Regions from separate parts of the Zea mays genome. Here region 2 is linked to region 1. Evidence: chromatin contacts called from public Hi-C data. All regions are on one chromosome and are shown on one strand. Each heading gives the region's core, a stretch centred on a gene start, on an enhancer-like site or on the middle of the called end of the contact. The rest is flanking DNA. Distances are from core to core; before and after follow the strand shown.

Region 1 (5,235 bases), core at 1,547-4,046:
CATGACATGTAAACAACCAATTCGCCCCCGAGACACTATATTGAACTAGTACGTACGTTAACGTTTAAGCACCCAAACTGTGGCAAAACAAGTCGACAGACAGGCAGACAGCTAACCACACATAGAAATCACTCAATTTCCGCCATCTCTCGCCCATCAGTGCTCTGTACCGTGCTCCCCTTTGGCGCCAGGGTAATCATCGGCCGTCTTCTTGTACTTGTACCAGCTGGCGATGACGAGGTAGGCAAGGAAGTTGAGAAGGCTGAGCACGGCGAGCAGCCAGAAGAAGTAGTCGAGGTGGCCGCGGTTGAGGTTCTCCGGGATCCACCCGATGCGGCCGTGCCTGGTGGTGATGTGGGTGACGATGGTCACCAGGACCGTGCTGAGGTAGTTGCCGAGCGCGACGGTGGTGAGCGACAGCGCGGAGCACATGCTCCTCATGGCGTCGGGCGCCTGGTCGTAGAAGAACTCCAGCTGCCCCACGAAGGTGAACACCTCCGCGCACCCGATGATGAAGTACTGCGGTATCTGCCAGAAGATGGAGATGGGCACGATGTCGTCCTCGCCGTACAGGCCGTGCCGCGCGATGGCGCGCAGCCGCACGATGTCCAGCACGCCCGCCGCCACCATGGAGAAGATGGAGACGACGAGGCCGATGCCCATGCGCTGCAGCTGCGTGAACCCGCGCGGCCTCCCGGTGTAGGAGCGCACCAGGGGCACGATGGCGCGGTCGTACACGGGGACCCAGACGATGACGCTGATGGTGTCCACCATGGACAGCGTCGCCGAGGGGATCTTGAACCGGGGCCCCATGCTCTGGTCCAGCGTGTTACCCTGCAGCACGAACATGGTGCTCATCTGCGAGTACACCGCCGCGAACACGATCCCGCTGGCCCAGATGGGCAGCAGCCGGATCACGCTCTTGAGCTCCTCCACCTGCGTCACCGAGCACAGGCGCCACGGGCTCGCCTCCGCGCCGTCCTCGGCCGTCACCACGGCAGCCCTGTCGAGGCACGCCAGCTGCTCCGAGTGCTCCAGCTTGCGGCTCCCCTCGATGACGGACTCCCCGTCCACCGTCTCGTGCAGCCGCGACTTGTCCGCGGGCACGGCCACGTTCCACTTGCGCGCGCACGCGACGAGCACCTGCGCGATGCGCGTCAGCGGGCTGCCCCCGGGCTTCTGGTGCCTGTACAGCGGCGTGCCCACGAAGAAGCTGCCGACGGCGATGGCCATGACCACGGCGGGGATGCCGAAGCCCCAGCCCCAGCCCACGTGCGTCTGCACGTACACCAGCACTGTGGACGCCACCAGCGCGCCGATGTTGATGGAGAAGTAGAACCAGTTGAAGAAGGAGCTCTTGCTCTTCTTCTCCCGCTCGTCGTTCTCGTCGAACTGGTCGGCGCCGAAGGAGGACACGCACGGCTTGATCCCGCCCGTGCCCAGCGCGATGAGGTACAGCGCCACGAACACCACCGCCGCCTGCGCGTCCGTCGGGTGGCACACATCCTTGTCGCCGCACGACGTAGGCACCAGCCCCTTCACCGACGAAGCCATCGTCAGCAGCGCCAGGCCCTGTTCAGTTCAGTTGAGTCGATCCGTCAGTCACAGGTGGTGTCTTCTCCTCGTCGGATGGCAATGGGATGGGATTCGAGCGACGATCTTACGAAAATGTAGATGATCATGAAGATGGCGATGGTCCAGAACCTCCCCATGTACGCGTCGGCGAAGAAGGCGCCGATGAGCGGCGTGATGTAGCACGTCCCTTGCCAGTTGGTGACGTTGTTGGAGGCAACGGAGTTCACCTGGCCAAGTCGGGTCTTCATGTAGTTCACCAGGTTGGTGCTCATGCCATAGTAAGCCAGCCTCTCGCAGCACTCGTTCGCTGAACCATCAACCATGTAAGTATCAGCGGCCGTCAATGGAGTCGACAACAAACAAACAGAGCGAGCACAAAGCAGAGCGGCAATGGACACAAATGACTACTGAGCACTGACCGAGGATGTAGGGGCAGGCGCGCCAGTTGCCGGTGCCCTTCTTCACGGCGGGATTCCCTTTCATGTCCACGGTCCCGTCTTGGGTGTACATGTCCTCAACTTCTCCCATGTCGTCCGTCAGTACTCAGGTGACGCGAAGCTCAGAGTGACAGTCAGAGTGGCCTCCTCTCCTGCCCTGCAAATACACACCGATTCTTGTTCTTCAGCGTGTGAACGATTCTTCTTGCATGAGTAGTAGACTGAAACAATGTGCAAAAGGAACCATGGACAATCAGAAACAATCCCTCCAATGACGTCTACGATTAGCAGTTCCCCTTTTTTTTAAAAAAAACGAAACCTACGATTAGCATATTAGGCATGAACATGAAGAAGTGCAGAAACAGACATTTCAGTATAGTGACTAGATTTCTTCAAGAATACTGCACGATTCGGTGGAGGGGAACTCAATTTCGCTATTAACTACTTGGATTTTTCAAGACAGCAATGGGGAAGCCAGAATCTATAAGAAAATATATCTGAAACGAACCTACCGCAAAGTAGAGTTTCAGTGACTAGACAGCAGCAACCATTAGTGCCCAAAGTGAACTGCAGGGAAGAAATTGAGCGCAAAAACCTTAAAACCCCGAACCGACGAAGCAGAGAACAAAAAGGATTCACAGAATCACTGGGATTCTCCCAAATCTCCACCCGTCAGGCATCTGCTGACGCAGAAGGCCATGCGATGCGAGGACGGAATCATGAAGGCGAGGAGGCCGCTCGCACGCACCTGCTCGAAGGGCTAGGCCAAGAAGAAGCGCACGGCTTGTCTCGTATGAAGAAGACGGAGTAGGCGGGTGGCCAAGCCAAGAAGAACACTCGTCCAAATATCCAATCCAGCTAGGCCACCAAAGATGAAGGGGCCTCTTTTGATGGGTCCGTATGATTGCCACTTTCCCACTTCCCCAACTAAAGATGAGAGGAGCAATGATGGTCTGGGCAAAAGCTTGGCCGCGCAGCGCAGGCTTGGACCCCTTGACCCAGCTGGTGTCGTGTGGCTATGGTGTCAACTACGCCGTCGGGTAGGGCGGTCAATCGGCGGCTGAGATAGAAGAAGAAAGAAGAGAGTATGCGAGAGATATGAATTGTAGGTTTTTCTGATCCCTGATGTTTATAACGTAATACACTTGGTTTCTTATCAAATGCACCTTCGGCATTTAATTTTTGCAATTCCTATCAAACAATCGCATGTTCTTGGCAAGGGCTCTGCTGAACTCCTCACTAGCAGAGATACACTACACGACACGACACGAATGTGCTCTACTGTGTCGCCGTTCAGACAGGCACAGGTTTAATTCTTCTCTCTCTCTTTTTTAATTCAAAATGCACGGAAACCAGCGGATGCAAGGTGTGTACTAGCCCATCTGCAGCTTTCCCGAGTGCTGTAGTACGAATTGTCTGATATGATCCGCGTAGGTCACACGCTGTTGTGAGCTAAAAAAAACCTGGATTTCTCTGTACGTATATGAGAACGCGGAGACGTCTGGTGTTAGCCCAATCGGGTTTCCTATACAGCAACCGGTCAACTACCGCTGCAAACGCATGGATCATGGATAATAGGCTCACGCAACGATGACGGCCACGCTCGATTGAAGTCGACAAGCAACGCGGTGTTGTGCTGGCTCGTTCCGACTTGCGACGGCGACGTGGGCAGAATCCGCGTGCCTTGAGAAAACGATGGACTCGATGGACTGCGACCCCGCTGCAATGTATTCTCTTGGAAAAGTCTCTTCTCATTCTAACGACTTGGAGTGTATTAGGTAGAATTGAGATGTATTTTAATTTGCTATAGATTTAAACCGACTCAATCTCAATCAATCCACATGAATTACCAACAAAACGAAGTAAGCCCTAAGGTTGTGTTTGGTCCATCCGACCTAACTACTCTTTCCGTTCCAAAATATAGTTTTTTTTTCTAACCCACTTTTATCTCGTCCACATTCATTCAAATGTTAATGAAAACATAGATATACACGCAAACTGCATTCACATGTTTCTTAATGAATCTATGGTTAGTCTAGAACGTATTGTATTTTGAGACGGAGGAAGTAAAATTTAGTCTCTACCGTATCTAATGTTTAAAAAATAGTTAAATAAATTATAGCTTGATTATAAAATCAACTTCATATATGAAGACTAAAAGCCGAGACAAGTTTATTAAATCTAATTATGCCTTTAATAAATATAAACAATATTAAACATTTAATGTGACACGAACTAAATTTAGTTAGGATAAACAAACACCTCTAAGGACATGTACAACCTAGATACTATGTTTGCGGTTCTTCAAGCACTAGATACACCTAAGAAACTCGTTTATACAACACAATACATCAAGTCTTTTATATCTTACTCCATCTGTTCTATTTTTTTTGTCACTGTTTAGTTTAAAAATGAACTAGTTGATGAACATAGGCAGTATTTATCAAGAATTTTGCGGGTTATACTTATACATGCCCTAGAACAGCCAAACGACCTGACGCAACGCCGGATCCGGATCAACATCGGGTGGCGCCTCACGCGACGGGCCCATGACGGAGATGTCTTTGGTGGATGGCGAATCGAGGTAGAAACTGACCTACCTATACTGGGCTACTGGTCAAAGGCCAAGGGCTGGATATTCCAAGAAAACTGAATAGCACTTTTCTTTTTAATTTGATACCGGTTCAAACTTTAAAATATTTAAAGTTAATGATTTAGCTAACAATTTAAAAAACCGTGCCTCGTTGGACCATACGTTATAACTTGGAATGTATTATTCCTGGAAGGAGCAGGGCCGTCCAAGAAAACAAAAAAAACTATGTATTTACTTATAATATAATAATAATAATAAAGAAATAAAAGTCACACTACTACATGAACAAACCAATTTCTAGAGTCGTCTTAAGTCGATATTTTTTATGTTAGACCAAATTTATAGGAAAAAATATAAATATATGTGACACTAAATAAGTATATTGTGCGCCCATGCTTTTTTATAAATTAAGTTGTAACTGCAAAAGGCTCGGTTTAAGAATGACTCTAGAAATTAATTTATTTAGGAAGAGAGAGAGAGAGTACTATACGTCGATGGTGCGAAGGGAATCTTACAGCCAATTCATGATTATATATACATACACCGCTACTTTCTTTGTTGCTTTAGATTGTGCAATTGACTAATGGTCTTCGTTGCTTTTAGCTTGTGCAACTGACGTGGGCCAGATCA
Region 2 (5,235 bases), core at 2,042-4,541, 160 kb before region 1:
AGTAAGTAGTAACTGGCGATCAGTAATCAACCTCATGATAAATAGGATCCCCCCTCTGAACACTGAAACTCTGCTGTGGCACTATGATTTGGCTCCCTGATTCTTGGTAATTTAAAAAATGTGCCCCGTGATCAGGAAGATCAGTAGCTAATTTTCTACATTAGGTACATGATTTGAGAAATCGGTCATTATGGGTGTAATACAAGCCAAACTGCATAAATTGAATTGGCCAATATTGCAGTGGACAGTAGAGTGATTATTTAGCTTTAGTCATCTTCACAATTTTCTTTTCTCAACATGTTGATGAGGGAAGTTTTCTTCTCTTAATCTCAGACTTCCTGTCTACATCTGCATCCAGGTTCTTGCACATCAGAAGTTATGCGGGCGCTTCCATATCTTAAGAAGGCATATGGCAATGCCATGCAAAAGGTTCTCCATGTAGGCCCTGATAGTTGTACAGTAGTTTCTAACTTGTTGAAGGAAGGAAAGGTTGAAGCATGGGGAGTGGAGCCTTATGATTTGGAGGATACTGACAGTACTTGCAAAAGACTCGTGCGCAAGGGCTTTGTCCGTATGTCTGATATTAAGTTCCCCCTTCCATACCGTCCAGATTCTTTTAATCTTGTTATCGTGTCAGATGCTTTAGATTATCTGACCCCAAGGTATCTGAACAAAACACTTCCCGGTTTAGCAAGGGTTTCCACAGATGGCCTTGTGATTTTTGCTGGTATGTGTTTTTTCTTGAAATATTTATCGCCTTCTCTTTTTATGGGAAACCCTCATTGGACCTACAGATACCAATAGTTGTACCTTTGTGTGGTAAAATATATTTTATATAAGTGACCATGTGCACTTTTTTGCTATCACCAAATGGTGAAATACTACTGATTGTTTATATTCTTTTGGTTGCTGTTATATTCTAAACAAACCACCTTGTACTTGAAATATTCCTGTAGAATAATCTTAGATCTTGCTGTTGTTTTTCCACGTGTCTTTCTTTAACTTTATTAAGAACTCCTAAAAAACTCGACCCTTGTATTAATAACTCCATCTTAGCTGTGTGTCTTGAACTAAATGGATTTTCTTCCCAAGTGGAAACAAAAAGGGATCTTATGGATGGACCTTAAAGAAGTATGTGTTTCTATCTTAAGATAACAGATGATGCATGGATGATCCTTAAATATGTGCTAATGCAATATCAGATGATACAAGGAAGAACCTTGAAAGTAGTATGTGTTTCTATCTTAAGATGACAGATTTATATCTGGGGTACTGCAACATCAGATGATACTATTCGGTCAAAAAAAAACACACCAGATGATACTAACGTCTTGGAGACCAAAGTGTTATCAACTTTTAAGGTGTGTTCTCTGAAGTAGGTAGGTACATTGATTGAACTCTTGTGGTGGGTACTGGAGCTGAAACTTTTCTGCTCAAACAGATCTATATTCTTTTTTGAGTAGTCATTCAAAGTTGGCAATATGCTAGTAATGTCCACCTAGGCCCTGAATAATGCTTTACTCCTGTTCTTTTTATACCATTATCAAATGTTTAAACATAACTTTTTGTGGTATACGTGGATGGCTTAGATCATCTGAGAAATGTTTGTTTCATTTCTTCTTTACAGGCAATCCTGGTCAACAGAAAGCTAAGGTCTCAGAACTACCAAAATTTGGAAGACCGGTATGCATAGATGGTTTCTATTGGTTGCATGCACATTTGTTTTGCATATGACTTAACTACAAGCTGTCCCATTTACGAAGCCAAACTATTGTTCTGCAGTCTGCACATTTCCTGTTCATGATATAGCAACACATTGTATAAAGAGTTAAATGCATCAGTGGCCTCTCAATTTGTCAAGGGATGACACTTAGGTCAACAAACTTTGAAAATGCATTCCTAAGTCCTTGAACTTGTTAAGTGATTTATGGCTTGTGTTGGGTTTCAACTCTAGCCTACCCAAGGTATTTGTCATGGCCGGCAAATTAGATTCTTTCACTGACAAAATCTACCTTTGTTTGTGTCCAGGCAAAACTGCGGAGTTCCTCGTGGTGGACAAGATACTTTGTCCAGACTGGCTTAACAGAGAACGAAGGGCCACTGAAGAAATTTGAAGAGGCTACATCCCAGAACAAATACCAACCAGATTGTCAGATCTTCCACTTAAGTTCGCCAAGGTGATGCGCATCCAGAACACCTTGGGTTGTTGTCAGTTGTCACATCAGTTCTGTAAGCAGCACCTTTGCTTACCCCTGTTGACTTGCGCATCTTTCGTGCGGAGGAATGGTCACACAAACAGAGCCAGCCATCAGCAGTAGGTTAGCTTGTGTAGAGAGGGAGAGAGAGAGAGAGAGAGGCCTCGACACTTGTTCCTAGAAAATCGTTCTGGAAATTAAATTATGTGTAACCAATGACTGAAAACTGGAGCCCGCTGGGATATATATGTAAGAACTTCACGCTGTTGTACTACTCAGCTATGAGCTATCCATGGTGTGTCAGGTGTTCACGCTGTAAGCTCTTGATGGTCCAGGAGGGGCTATTTGGCCACCAGCTCCTTGCCTGCTTCTAGCTGGACATGGCAGCCTAAGGTCTTGTTTGTTTGTGCCGGATTGGTGGGTCGAAACGATTCATAATCGGATTATATCTTTAATTTATATAAACTTTAATTAGCTGGAACGATTTCGGGTGTAATCCGACAGAACCGAACAAGGTCTAAGTTGGATGATGGTGTGTCAGGTGTTGACGCTGTTGTACTACTAGTCTGGAAATTAACATTTGCTCCTTGGTTCTCGGAAATTCTTCCCCTCTTTTGCTCCTCGGAACAAATAAAGGCTCGGATGGAGATGATATTGATGAGGTCCAGCCATTCAGGGAGTCCTTTGTGAAAATAGTCTCCTGCCATTGTATATACGTGATCAGTCGGGTGATTGCCAAATTACAGGCTCTCAGACACGGTACATGCTTGTGCTTGCAATTGTATATATCACTATTAATATCCGAACAACTGAACCAAAAGCTCAGCTTTCACAAGTCTTCTCATAAATGACTATGCGAGAGCTGTTCAGTTTCTTGAAAGATTCTCAGCAACTTTTTTTTAGCTTTCGAGCTGTTCCCTAGTTCAGTTCTTACACCAAATCCATACAAACACAACTAGTATCTCACTGACGTGTCTCGGTGTCTGTAGTGTGTAGTGGTAGCCTGTCACCGTCTCACTGACGTGTGGGCCACGCACGAAAGCCGCCAGCCCGTACGCATCCACCAATAAGAGCAGTCCAATCCAAAACCCAAGCAAAGCCCTCCTCTCCCCTCTCCCTCGCGGCCTCGCCTTATCCCCTCCGTCACTCACCTCGACCACCGCCATGGCCATGGCCATGGCCTTGGCCTCCGCGACCGCCGCCGCACTCTTCCGCTCCGCCCTGTCCGCGCCACACGGCGCCGGCGCGCGCGTCCGGCCGCAGCGCCGGCAGCCGTTCTTGGCTCCGCTCCACGCGGCGAAGGGCCCCGGCTCGGCGCCGGTGGTGCTGGAGGGCAAGGCCAAGGGAAAGAAGAAGAAGGGGCCCAGCTCCGGGAACCTTCCCGCAGCCCTCGACGTCGAGATCAGGGAGGCGCAGGAGTACCTCGACAGCGACCAGCAGGTGGCTGTGACTCCCTTGTGCTTCGCGACTTGTTGAGTTGTTCAGTTCCTGTCGAATTATGTGGTGAACGTGTCCCCCCTCATCGAAGCAGCGGGGATTTCGCGAGTACAGGAATCGTGTTGAGACGTATTAGACAGGAATTTGTGGTGGAGAGTCTAGATGAGTCGGTTAGGTGGCCTTAATACGTGTTGAGTTCGAATGCCAGTGGAGCGAATTTTAGGCTAGGGAGGTTCAGGGTTTTCTCGATCTGGATAAGATATCTTCTCTATCGAGCAATGTCCTGGGGCTGTTTTACCCCCTAGGTCAAGTTTTTTTTTGATAGGTAGGAATTTATTGCTTTCTGCTCACTGAGATCAATACTCGTGCTAGCTACTAATTTACCATTAGTTTGAAGATCCATCTACAATTTTGTATGTTAGGAAATTCGCAACAATGCCTAGCAGTCATTTTTTTAGCTAATCTGACTACTTAAATGCTACTCTCTTCATCACAAAATTTGACACATCTTGAATTTTATAGGGCCTAACAACCATTTTCTGTGTGACCCCTTCTTCCCAAATTATAATGCATTTTGACTTTTCTAGATACATTGCTTTTAATATGTATCTAAACATAATGTATATCTAAGTAAAATAACAAAAGTATGTATGTAGAAAAGCCAATGAAATGGAGAGAGTACTTTGCATAAAGGATTTGATTAATAACATGTACTATACAATGGAATGGGTTTATCTCCTGAAAGGTAAATTTATTAGTTTATTACATCTTTGTGTTTGGTGGTAGTAGATCAAACAATTTCGTGTTCTTACATGGATCGTGTTTCCATCTGCACAACTTGGTATAAAAAATTCTCCAGACATAGTATATATATTCTGTTAGTAGAAATCATACTGCAAATATGCTATATGAGTTGGCCCTCAGAGCTGTTTTGTTCCTTGCATCTGTTATTCACTGTGTTCAATCATCCAATAAAGCACGCTGGCGTGAGACTGGCTCGATACCATGTTGCCTCTTCAATCTTCATTATATAATGCAAAAGAAATCCACATATTTTTTATTGTTTTGCTTCTGAACAGCAGCAATCATTCGGCTGATGTCAAATCACCCAATCATTCTAATGACTTTTACGGATTGTGACTTCAAAATTAGTGGGGACCAAAAACCAATGATTGAAATTTTTGAGAATCCGGCTTCAAGTTTTGAACTACTTATGTGAGAGCAATGTTCAAGCTGACATTGAGGTTGACTGATTATCTGGTGATGACCAGTCCTAAAATACTTTGGCCAGATGTTACTTTCTGAAGATTTGACATGTAACATATAAAAAATTCACTTTCCTGGTTCCACACCACTTTGATTCCTTGATTTTTGCAAATATATAAGGCTGTTAGCTATATTCATTTTCCCTCTTCTTTTGTCAGGAACCTGTTCCAGACAACTTCCCATTTGAATTAATCGACGAAGAGGGCATGAGCGTGGTTATTTTGAGAAGGGACTACAAGGACGAGAAGGTCGAGGTTACTGTCAGCATGCCTAATTTAGAAGGAGGCCCCGAGTTTGGTGATGAGGATGGCGAGGGCGATGGTGAGAGCGCTGTCAA

The links. A called contact is a pair of places that touch in the nucleus more often than the background predicts.
Region 2: a Hi-C map of leaf shows a contact between it and region 1, with 5 times the contacts expected there. The contact joins the promoter of LOC100283099 here to the promoter of LOC100192469 in region 1. A contact is called at or near these places in 3 of 25 Hi-C or Micro-C datasets (ear, leaf and tassel).

Annotation. Positions count from the first base shown.
Region 1 is chr8:14,321,773-14,327,007 of Zm-B73-REFERENCE-NAM-5.0, reverse strand. LOC100192469 reads right to left here and starts at 2,796. Exons shown (of 4, transcript NM_001137689.1): 1 at 2,761-2,796; 2 at 1,995-2,169; 3 at 1,665-1,882; 4 at 11-1,572. The coding sequence starts at 2,103. The coding sequence ends at 157.
Region 2 is chr8:14,486,759-14,491,993 of Zm-B73-REFERENCE-NAM-5.0, reverse strand. It overlaps LOC100283099, which reads left to right and starts at 3,291. Exons shown (of 3, transcript NM_001156001.1): 1 at 3,291-3,635; 2 at 5,057-5,235. The coding sequence starts at 3,366. LOC100276063 reads left to right here. Exons shown (of 7, transcript NM_001149944.2): 5 at 359-727; 6 at 1,628-1,683; 7 at 2,029-2,555. The coding sequence ends at 2,181.